Linked DNA regions of Zea mays: region 2 is linked to region 1. The links are chromatin contacts, called in public Hi-C maps. All regions are on one chromosome and are shown on one strand. Each heading gives the region's core, a stretch centred on a gene start, on an enhancer-like site or on the middle of the called end of the contact. The rest is flanking DNA. Distances are from core to core; before and after follow the strand shown. Region 1 holds the start of LOC100191159 (GBF-interacting protein 1). Region 2 holds the start of LOC100279398.

The links. Hi-C and Micro-C count contacts between places; a contact is called where the count stands out from the background.
Region 2: a contact with region 1 is called in a Hi-C map of leaf, with 5 times the contacts expected there. The contact joins the promoter of LOC100279398 here to the promoter of LOC100191159 in region 1. A contact is called at or near these places in 2 of 25 Hi-C or Micro-C datasets (leaf and tassel).

What each region holds. Positions count from the first base shown.
Region 1 is chr3:216,902,870-216,908,475 of Zm-B73-REFERENCE-NAM-5.0, forward strand. LOC100191159 (GBF-interacting protein 1) reads left to right here and starts at 3,055. Exons shown (of 10, transcript NM_001358427.1): 1 at 3,055-3,436; 2 at 5,529-5,572. The coding sequence starts at 3,256.
Region 2 is chr3:217,123,408-217,128,604 of Zm-B73-REFERENCE-NAM-5.0, forward strand. LOC100279398 reads right to left here and starts at 1,628. Exons shown (of 3, transcript NM_001152410.1): 1 at 1,205-1,628; 2 at 871-1,065. The coding sequence starts at 1,540.

The DNA of each region.
Region 1 (5,606 bases), core at 1,805-4,304:
TTTCCCCAGGCCCACGAAAGAACGATCTTACGATTTATTGGGCCCTTGGGCCTTTCGGGAGATCTTTTATTTCTTTAGTGGACCCGGGGGATATCTATCCCCCACAGCAGTGGAGGCACATCTAAGAGTGCAATTACAACTAACTTGGATTAAGATTTTGGTGGCCATAAGTCACCAATCAATAAATGTACTATGGATATGGAAACTGTTGCTGGGAAGTTTCAGCAAATAGAATGAGATAATTGTCCTACCATAGCAGTATAGCACAGATCAAACATAGTAGTATGAACAAAATTTAAAAAAATACAGAAATACAGAAATACAGAAATACAATTCACCAAACCCGCCATCTCACCTCGCTTCTTGTGTGGGCGCTCCCTATCAGAGTCGGTTGAAGAGTAATTGTTGCAACATGCAAACATGACAAAAGGCCTGCCACTACCAGATAAAGAACGATTTGGTCGATGTGCTCCAGTTAAAACTCCGTGCTGCCACAAATCCTACTTGATTCTGAAATCTGCAGGTGTGATCGGCAGGCTTTAGAGAAGAAGCTTCAGAAAAAAAACAAGTACCCTTTCCCACCTGCACAAGATATATGAGGACGGACCTGTATCGTTATATGAGGTTGATATCATATAACGATTCCATTGCACAAGAACCCTTTCCCACCTGCAAAGACGTGGAGTTTAAGTATTATTAGGATATTTTTTGACTCGACAAAAAACAATGTGCAAATGCAAGACTTGAATTTGTTAAGAAGCAAAACCTTTTGTTATGAAGTTGCAATGCTTGAATGAAGGTGGTCCTTTGTATTGTGCACTGAACTAAGGCACATCTTTGCAGGCATGACAAGCACCCTACAGAATGGGGCCATTGCACATTAGCATAATTCCACATTGCACACAAATTGGTGAAATTAAGAATAATAGAGCCCTTGTTCTCATCCAATCTGCTTTGGTGCTTCCTATCTCCCCCCAATAACTTCCTATCAGGTTGACACAATTTGGAATTCAATCTACACGATCATCTTTAACCACCGGGCAACCATTTCTAGACACCCAGGGTCACCTAGCGACCTTGATCAATGCAGGAGAAGAGAAGAGGGGTGAAGCCATGACGACAAATTACCTATCGAGGAAGAGGGCCACCTTGAGGGCATAGCAGAGGCTGGACTCCTGGTGCAAAACTAAGCTTTAAGACACATTAACAATACCATAATGAAAGGTTCTTATGAATATAGTAAGCTAAAATGTAAAATCACACATCCCTGAACATAAAATGCAAGATCCTACAGGGACAGACAAAAATAACGAACCTCTGTCTTATACAATGACTCAAAACTCCCAGACAGTGCAACAACCATTATCAGCACTTCAGGTCGATCAGCAAATGCAGTTTGCAGATTACAAATTACCTGCAAGTAAACACAAAGGCAACATAATCTCAGTGAGGCCCGCGCAGGAGCCGCAGTGCTTGCCGGGGCAGTCTTCGTGACTTCCCCAGTAAAGGTACCTCCGGTTGCTGTCCCTATTATCGTCGTCCCGGGTCCGAAACCCCAGGAAGGACAATGTATCCGTCAAGGTCAGTGTGTCGGTGAAGGACAAGATGAATAGGACGGAGAGAGTCGTCGCAACAGCAATAGCGGCCAGGATGGCCTGCTTCAAGGGCGGGCGGGGCGAGGATTCGGGGAATACAGCGCACATCGACTGTCTCGGCGAGGGCACAAACGTGGAGAATACAACACAAAGGAAGTACTCTACCCACATCGCCATGAACTTGGCCCAGGCTGTCGAGCGTGACTCTAGCGAGTTCGTGCAGGGAACCACGAGGCGCTCCTTGCCGACACAGCTGACCTTGCCAGTCGCCTCTACCCGCCCTGCCATCCCTAGAACGGCGGCGGCGGCGACACCCACATGCCCTTCCTGTCCGCGCAAGATCCGAAGACTGGGTGTGGGGGGAAGAAGTAGCGGTGGTCGAAGACCTGCGCTGAGGCGTGTGGGCGAGGATGGCATGGAGGGGGACGCCGAGGCAGGGGCGAGGGCGAGGGTAGGCTGGGCGCCATCAATGGTAGTCAACACCGAGCTTGGAAGGGGCACAGGGATGGGTGCGGTGCACGCGGGGAGAGGATGGGGGCACGTTACTGCTGCAATCGCGGTCGGTGGAAGGCGGGGGCACGCAGGGGCGTTCATGTGGACGGGGCGGGGCGTGGGGCATGGGCCGTTCCCTCGCATCGCACCGTAGGGATCTGAGGCGGAGGCGGAGGCGAATGCGGATCTGGCGCCGATGAAAGGGGCTATGGAGGCGGGGCATGGGCGCGCACGCAATGATGGCCTGCGGGGATGGCGAGCGGCGCGCCGACGGCGAGATTGGCGGGGGATGGGGGCGAGGACGGAGCATGTGGGCCGCGGACGAGAGGGCGCAGACGCCGAGATTGGCGGGGGATGGGAGGTGAGGGCGGATCAGCGGTGATGGTGGGGAGCAGAAGAGAGGAGGGTCCGCGGCGCGATATGGCAACCGTGTGCCAACATGACTGTGGACGTCTACGTTAGGGTCTTAAGGAGTAGTAGGGTATGGGTCTTTGTCGGCGTGTGCCGTATCTAGTCCGGCGGCTGGCCCACATGTATAGGTAATATATACATCGCCGCGCTGGTCGGACACTGTATTACACGTAGGGTCAAGGAGTAATTTCCCCACGTGGTAAAGCCTCGAGGTAGAACTTGTTTGCGTTGCGAGAGTGCACCGCTCCGCTGAGGCAATCCACTGCATGTTACACCTACGTGACGCAGACGTACCCACTGAAGCACGGTGACCACGTATGGGCCCGAGAAGAGTGGGCCTGATATGTCAGCGTGGGCGTGTGAACTCAGTCGATCAACGTGCCAGCGACAAGTGTACACGGGGTGGATAGGGAGGAAGAGAGTGGGGGTTGCGCGGACAAATTTGAGAAATTATTTTTAATCCATCTCTTCTCGGCCGCAGCCCACATATAAAGCAAGGCGAGGGCGAGGTAGGGAGGATCTTGGAATTTGGCCGCCGTCTGCGTTGCTTGGGTGGGGAAGGAGCAGGCGGCCAGGCGCAGAGCCGCAAAAGCAGACGCGAAAAAGCCCAGGCCCGAGCCGAAGCGGGGAGGCGACACCGCTGCACCTGCACTACCGCTCGCACGGTCAGCGATTTGCCGCCTCGCGGGAGCCAGCTTTGGCGTCGGCGTCGGCGTCATCGTCGGCGGGGAGTTCCCGGAGAGGGATTCCGGTGAGGATGAGCAGCGGCGGCGGTGGAGGGGGAGCCAGGGGACCGTCGGGGCCCGTGCCGGCGTCCGCGAGGAAGCTCGTGCAGGGGCTCAAGGAGATCGTGAACCGCCCCGACGCGGAGATCTACGCAGCGCTGCGGGAGTGCAACATGGACCCGGACGAGGCGGTCAGCCGCCTCCTCTCCCAAGGTCCCATCTCTTGTCACTCCCCTTTTCCTCACCGTTTCGTGTGCAGGCTCGGTCGTTAATGCATGATGTTTTCGTGTCTAACTGGATTGGATGAGTGCGCGTGAGTGCGCGCTGAGAAGTTGTCTATAGCGTCGGGTCTACTTGGAGATTTGTGGCGATTTGCTATTGCTCAGCCAGTATTCTGGGGCGACTGTGGTTCACGCTAGGCCGGTAGCGGCAGCCTGACAGTGGCGGACTGACTGGAATCCCCATTTCGGATTCGATTGATTTTGCGAATATTTCGTTTAGGCCATTGGTTTGGATGTTTTTAGAATTGTTTGCAGTGTGAAATTCAGTACTTTTCTCAGTGCTTGTTACTTATGATTCTCAGTTCATTTGTGAGTTTTGTGACTCAGTAATTGCAGAAAATGAAACTAGGTAATTTTTTTACCATTTTGGCGGGTTACTGTTAAGCTTCCGAAACTGTAAGAAGGAGCATATGTTTGTTTTTATTAATGAACTCAAATGAACTGGATCAGTTTCTTCCTGTTATTGCCATCACACTATGTTCCCTTTTGTGTTCACAATGTTTGATGGCTTAAACTGTTTAGAGCTGCAGTAACTATGGATCTGTCAGACTTAGATGTTTGCATAAGGAAATAGGATAGTTTTTTTTTTCTATTGCGTGTTTAGGCATTGTAGAATGGATTGGATTAGCTGAAGGATGACAAAACACATGAACATTTGGGAGATGCAAAGAAAATGGCTCAACTGGTGAGAAGGCAAGGAAAGGTGAAGCTATTGGGTGAATGCAACAGAGGCTCTAAGAGCTCTGGTTGTTTGGGTCTTAAGTTTTGTCAAACAACAACAAAGCCTTTCTGGTCCGAACAAAGGTGGGTTGGCTAAAATGAGAAGATAAACCGGACTGACATGTCTAAACTTAGCTTATAGTCAGATACAAAGGATATTAGTCCTCTATGTTATGTTTGAACTTTACAGTCTGATTTCTTATCTCAGGTAGAATTTGGATGATCGTCAACATCTGTCTTCTCAGGCTAATAGTATGATATAGATTCAATTAAGATGATCGTGTTGTCTTTATACACAAGCTTAATTTGTCAGATACCCCCGCCCCATTTATGATTATTAAATTATTATCATGCATGGACCTGGATTGCTTTTTAGGTTTGGTTTCTTGTTTTTGTGTTTGGTACTGAAAGAACACCTTGGTGATTATGGTCTCAGATTCCATGTTGAGTTATATTATTTTGTGGTTCATGAAGGTAATGCTCTGTATTGGCATCTGCTGCCACTTTTGTTGTCAGAACCACCTTGAATTTGCAATTTGCAGTTTTATGAGATCCAATGAAAATTATGAGAGATGGTTAGCTGGAATATTATCTTAATTAATGTTTGAGTATTGCATGAATCTTTGTTATTTGGTCATTGACTGCCGAATGCTTTATTTTCATGCAAGACTATGGGTTTCATGAACCTCGGGGATGCCTTGCGATATCTATTTTGTTTTGTCCCAAATGGCTCTATTTTAATTCCTATTGCCCCGTTTAACCTGGTGTAAGTATGGTAAGTAGTGACTGTTGGCAGCCCTGTGTTGGTTTGGGTTAGGCCCTTGATTGCCTTGATTCCGACTAGAAACTGTTTGACCTGGGTAAAGTTATCTGTTAAGGGTAGAACTTGCTGTAATTTAGTTGCATCAGAATGCAATTTGGATTTTGCCTGTTGTGGAAATGTTGTATATCTTGTGCGACAGATTAATATACCTATTATGCATTTTTAAACACTGGCCCCTCTGATCCTTACTGTTCTCAGCTTTATGAGGGAAGTAGGAAAATGGATTACAACAAATGTTTGAATTAGATGGACATATTTCTAAAATTATCCAGCACAATTTGTATATATGAGTTTTGGTATGATGGTATCACAGTTGAAAAAAGTCCTTCCTATTGCTCAATTCAATATATAATTTTTTCCTTGAGAAAATATACACCTGTTTTGTGTACAACAGCAACATAGAATTAAAATTTGTTTGTTGTTTTTCATTGTTCCAGCTATTCACTTCTATATAGCTCACATATTGTTGATCTTTCTCCAGATACTTTTCAAGAGGTAAAGAGCAAGCGTGATAGGAAAAAAGAGGTCAGTTGAGTATGATCTTTATTTCAATTCAATC
Region 2 (5,197 bases), core at 378-2,877, 220 kb after region 1:
AGGGTACATAACCCTTTAAAGTTCCTTGCTGGAGCTAGCCTAAAACTGTAACTTGGAAACCAAAATATTAGCTTTGTCCTAAACTATAGTTCGTTTTAAACTAATTAAATATATATTAAATAATATATAAATGTGGTTTCCATGTACGTCTTTATTTATTATTATTTGATAAATAACTAAAAAAACTATATTTTGGGAGGGAGCAGTACATGTATGATGTATAGGGTTTGGAATCGAAAAAAAGGAAGATGCTGTAGGTGCATGGCTCCCTGAAAAAAACTACTCTATCCTTTGTTGTGACCTCGAACATAGCACCTCCCATCTCCTGAAGTTTAAATATTTTGCCGCGCGGTGGTTCGCAGATCAAAACGAGGAAAATGGTAATGCCACACATTTATGATTTTTTTATTTCCTTGACCAACAAGAAATAATTTCTCTTTTCAAAAACCAATGTGAAGGCAAAGATTTCAGTTCAACGAAAAGACTCAACAAGGAATGTATAATTTGCAATATATCAGGTGCGGGAATTCCTCCCCTTCGAAAAATAAAAAAATAAAAAAACAATTAATGTATAATAGTTAAAAAAACAAGGAATATATTTTGGGTATATAAATTAGATGCTATTTTCTATAAAATTAGTTCGAATTATTTTTAATTTCGTTCAAATCTAGAATTGCACTTCTTAAAGGAGAGAGTATCATCTTTTGAAACAGGTAAGAGTAAGACTCTCCTCCGACTGACTAGTGTCTCGTGAGCAGAAATGAGCTTCAACTAACGAAACGGCGCAAACTACTATGGTTCTTAACGAAACAAAATTAATATGGTTTGCAGCGCACACACTAGATCTCACTCTCATTTTCACTCACTTACCTTGATATGGTTCTTGTAGATGCCCTTTACAAAGGGGTTAGTGAAGAACTCATCGTCAGATCCAATGGTCTGCCCCCGCTCCCTCGCCCACTGCACGTACTGCTTCCTCCCTCCAAAGCTGTCGTAATTGTTCACGAGGCTCAGAATCATCTTAATCCCATGCTTCCTTGCCTCAGACAGCACGAAATCCAGCCCCTGAACGAACAGCAGTCAGCAGATGGGAAAATAAACCGGCAACGCGTCAGCTCAGCAAGAAAGAAACAACGCAGATAAATAGCAAGAACATCTCAAGAATACGAGTCGTCGGCACAAGGGAAATGAAGAGTATGATGACCTGGAAGGTGTTCTCGTTGTAGCGGCCGGGAGAGTACTGCAGCGCGCTGCCGCCGCCGCCGCCGCCGTCGCTGAACGCCCACGTCCTGGCCACGGAGAGGCCGGCGCCGGCGGCCTGGCTGAGCGCCGAGGTGACCTTGCCCCTCCGCGCGGGGTCGGCGCCGAATGTCATGAGCCAGTAGGCGTTGAACCCGTTGGCGAAGAACGGCTTGCCGTCCTGCACGAAGCGGGTGCCCTGGACCCTCACGAACGCGTCCCCGCCGGCCTCTGCTGCTCGCTGGCCTCCGTGGACGAACAGGAGCAGAAGCAGGGCAAGAGCTCCGCCGCGAAGGCCCATGTCTCTCTTTGTTTCCAGTGTCCCGCTTAATTTGTTCTTGGATGGCAATGGTGGTGACGTGAAGCGAGGGTGAAGAATGCAAATATGGAGGCAGCTCAGGCCTCAGGCAGGATGCCAGCTCTCCCAGCTGAGGTTTAAATAGGCCGAGGTCTGGTTTTGGTGAATTTCCTGAGGTAATCTTCATCACTGCTGCAAAAACGGTCTCTGAGCGAGGCAGGACCACTAGTTAGCGGCACCAGTGGTTCTTCCGCTCCGCACCACTATTTTGCGAGCGGAACAAGGTAATATCGACCTTGTTTGAAAAAAAAATAAGAAAAAGCAACAACATGAACTTTCTTTGTCGGTTACGGCGCTTGAAGGCAAAAGTTTTTTTGCTCCAAGTTTGTGGACAGTGAACACCCCACATGGGTGTTGGGAAACATGAAGGTGATGGGGTTTGTTTGACACCAAAATGAGCCGGCGGACTGTCCGGCCCTGAGGCCGGACGGTCCGCGGTCCGGACGGTCCGCGCCTGTGCGCCGGACGGTCCGCGCGTGCGCAGAACAGATTAGGGTTCCGAGTTTTGTGCTATGATTGTTAGCTAAAATTATGGGATAAGCTCGGAAATTAGTTTGTAAAGGGTCCAGCCCCCCTCCTCTATAAATAGAGAGGTATACGGCCGATTTGTGATCAACAATCGAATCAATACAACTTTTATTCGCATTTTATCCTAGGAGTAGTTCTAGTCTAGTTTAGGTTTAGCCTCTCAATCCCCAAATTCTCCGCCTCTCCTCGACTCTACGTCGATTAGAGGAGTCTAGGTCGGTCTACCCGAGCCTAGACACCACCTAGGATCTCTACTCCCCGACGGGGTCCCTCCCGGGAGCGAGATCCAGGCGCCGTCGGCGATCTTCCGCCGTCCCTGCGTACGCGCGGACCGTCCGGCCGTCAGGCAGGAGCCCTAGCCGCGCACCAGGCCGCGGACAGTCCGGCCCCAGGCCGCGGACAGTCCGCCCTTGCGCAGAGAGCACCACCGCGCCTCGCACCAGGCCGCGGACCGTCCGGCCCCTGCGCGCGGACCGTCCGCCCCTGTGCAGAAGGCACCGCCACGGTTCTTGTTAAGTGTTTGGCGCTCCAAAAAGGCGTCAACATACTTTTTGGCGACTCTGCTGGGGACAACACATATAGACCTATTAAATCGGACCTCAATGGCCGGTTCAAAAGATAGCTCTGAGGTTTCCACCAGCAATATCATCACACCGACATGGGAAGCCTTGCCGGCTGAAGAACAGCTCCTGTTCGAGGAGCGCCAGGAGCAGCTGATCCAAGAAGCAAAGGCGAAGTTCCTGGCTGACTTCAAAGTGGACAGGAACAACAAAGTCGTTCGACAACGGGCGACAGATCTGGCTTCGCTCCGACCTACTACGATTACCCCAAATGTAAGTAGCACCAACGAACTCCAATCTCTTAAAGCTTACATAGACGAACAGCGAGAACAGATGCAAAATATCATAAGGGTTATGCAAAACGATTGTAGGAGACTAGTACGTGCATTTGATAAATCTAGTATAGCAAATTTTCCTTCACACGAGGTTGAATTAGGAGATAATACACGTAATACATCGGTTAAAGGTTGTCACGACCAGTCACAACCCCCTTATGGGATGCCGATGGACACGTACCCTGAGCAAACGCAAATCGGCAGTAAACCAGCCGATCTACACATGTTCGGACCGTTCGCTCGCGAGCGCAGACCGTCTGGGTCAGCCACACCCGAGCCACCACATAGGGCACCGAATTTAAACTATCCAGTCGGACGGTCCGCATACAACGACGGACGATCCGCATATAATCACGGACGTTCTGGGTACGTATCCGGACAGTCCGCGCATGAGTCTTTTAAGGGGGATTATTACCTGAATCCTCGCCCGTCCCAGCAACACTTCCCATCACATTATGCAATGCACCAGCCCATTAATTCAGGATCCAGAGCCCAGGAAAGCTTTCCGGCCCCACCTAGAAGGCCGGAAAGAAACGATCAAACATATGAGCCATATAGGGCAAATGGAAATGCACCACGTAGCTCAAACCAATGGGGGGAACGACAACATACTAACATGCAACCAACCCCACCTATGTTTGACCAGAGAGCCGGTGGTCTTGCACCGGCTGCCATTGGTATAGTGAGGGAAGAAATAGCCGGGGCGTTCCGAGATAAGCTCGGAGTAAGCATGATCCCTGGGGGGCAATCATATCGGAAGCCTTATGACAGCCGATTTGATCACCACCCATACCCACAGGGAACCAGGATACCCGAGTTTGCAAAGTTTTCGGGTGACCAAGGAAAAAGCACGCGTGAGCACATAGGCCAGTTCCTAGCACAATTAGGAGAATTGGCCGACACCGAAGCATTCCGTGTGCGTTTATTTTCATTATCCTTAACAGGGACTGCATTCACATGGTATGCCACGCTCTCTCCTAATTCCATTTTGTCATGGGGAGACTTAGAGCAAAAATTTCATGAACATTTCTTCTCTGGTGATTATGAGCTAGATTTAGTAGACTTAGTGACCCTACGACAAGAAAAAGATGAATCGGTTAGTGATTATATCCGGAGATTCCAGGATACGAGAAACCGATGCTTTCAAATTCATTTAACAGATAAACAACTGGCGGGAATAGCCTTTGATGGATTGCGCTATTATTTAAAAGAGAGATTAGAAGGCATCCAGTTCTTTACTCTAGCACAATTACATCAGAGAGCTTCGGCTTGTGAAAGCCGAAGCAAAGAACTAGTCAGAACGGTTCATCATAATGTCCCTATAGTAGAACACAATCAAAGTAGTTCGGACGATGAACCAAAGAAAGTTTACACTGCCGAAATAGTTTGGCCCGATCAGGCCAAATCTTCGGCTTGCTCCTCCTTGCAGTCAGTTCAAAAGGAACGACAGGAGGAGGTTAAGTTTACATTTAATGTCGGCAAATGTGATAAGATATTCGATGAATTACTAAAAAATGGTAACATTAAAATTGATTATATCGTTCCACCTGCCGACGAACTAAAGCGTCGCGCATACTGCAAGTGGCACAACTCATTTTCCCATGCCACTAATGATTGTAATGTGTTCCGACGACAAATTCAATCGGCCATTGATGATGGACGATTGAAATTTCAGGAGGACACGGAGCCCTTCCTGTTGAAATGAGAACCCATGCCCTAATCAGGGGTTGGGAGTGATATTAAATAGAGAGAGTAACTGGGCCAAGGCCCATTACACAGGGGTATAACAGTCATTACACAGGGAATAACACAAACCCTAGACGGGTAGTCTAACACCCCCCCGCAGTCACAACTCTATCCTGTACAGATGTTGAGACTGGATCGGAAGTCTAAAAAGACACTCGACGGTAACCCCTTGGTGAAGATGTCGGCGAACTGAAGCGTGGTGGGGACGCTGAGAACGTGGACGTCACCGGCAGCGACACGCTCGCGGACGAAGTGGAGGTCGATCTCCACATGCTTCGTGCGCTGATGCTGCACGGGGTTGGTGGAGAGGTAGACCGCGCTGACGTTGTCTCAGTAGACGAGGGTGGCGCGCTGGAGGGGACTGTGAAGCTCGTGGAGGAGCTGGCGCAGCCAGGAGGCCTCGGCCACGCCGTTGGCCACGGCACGGTACT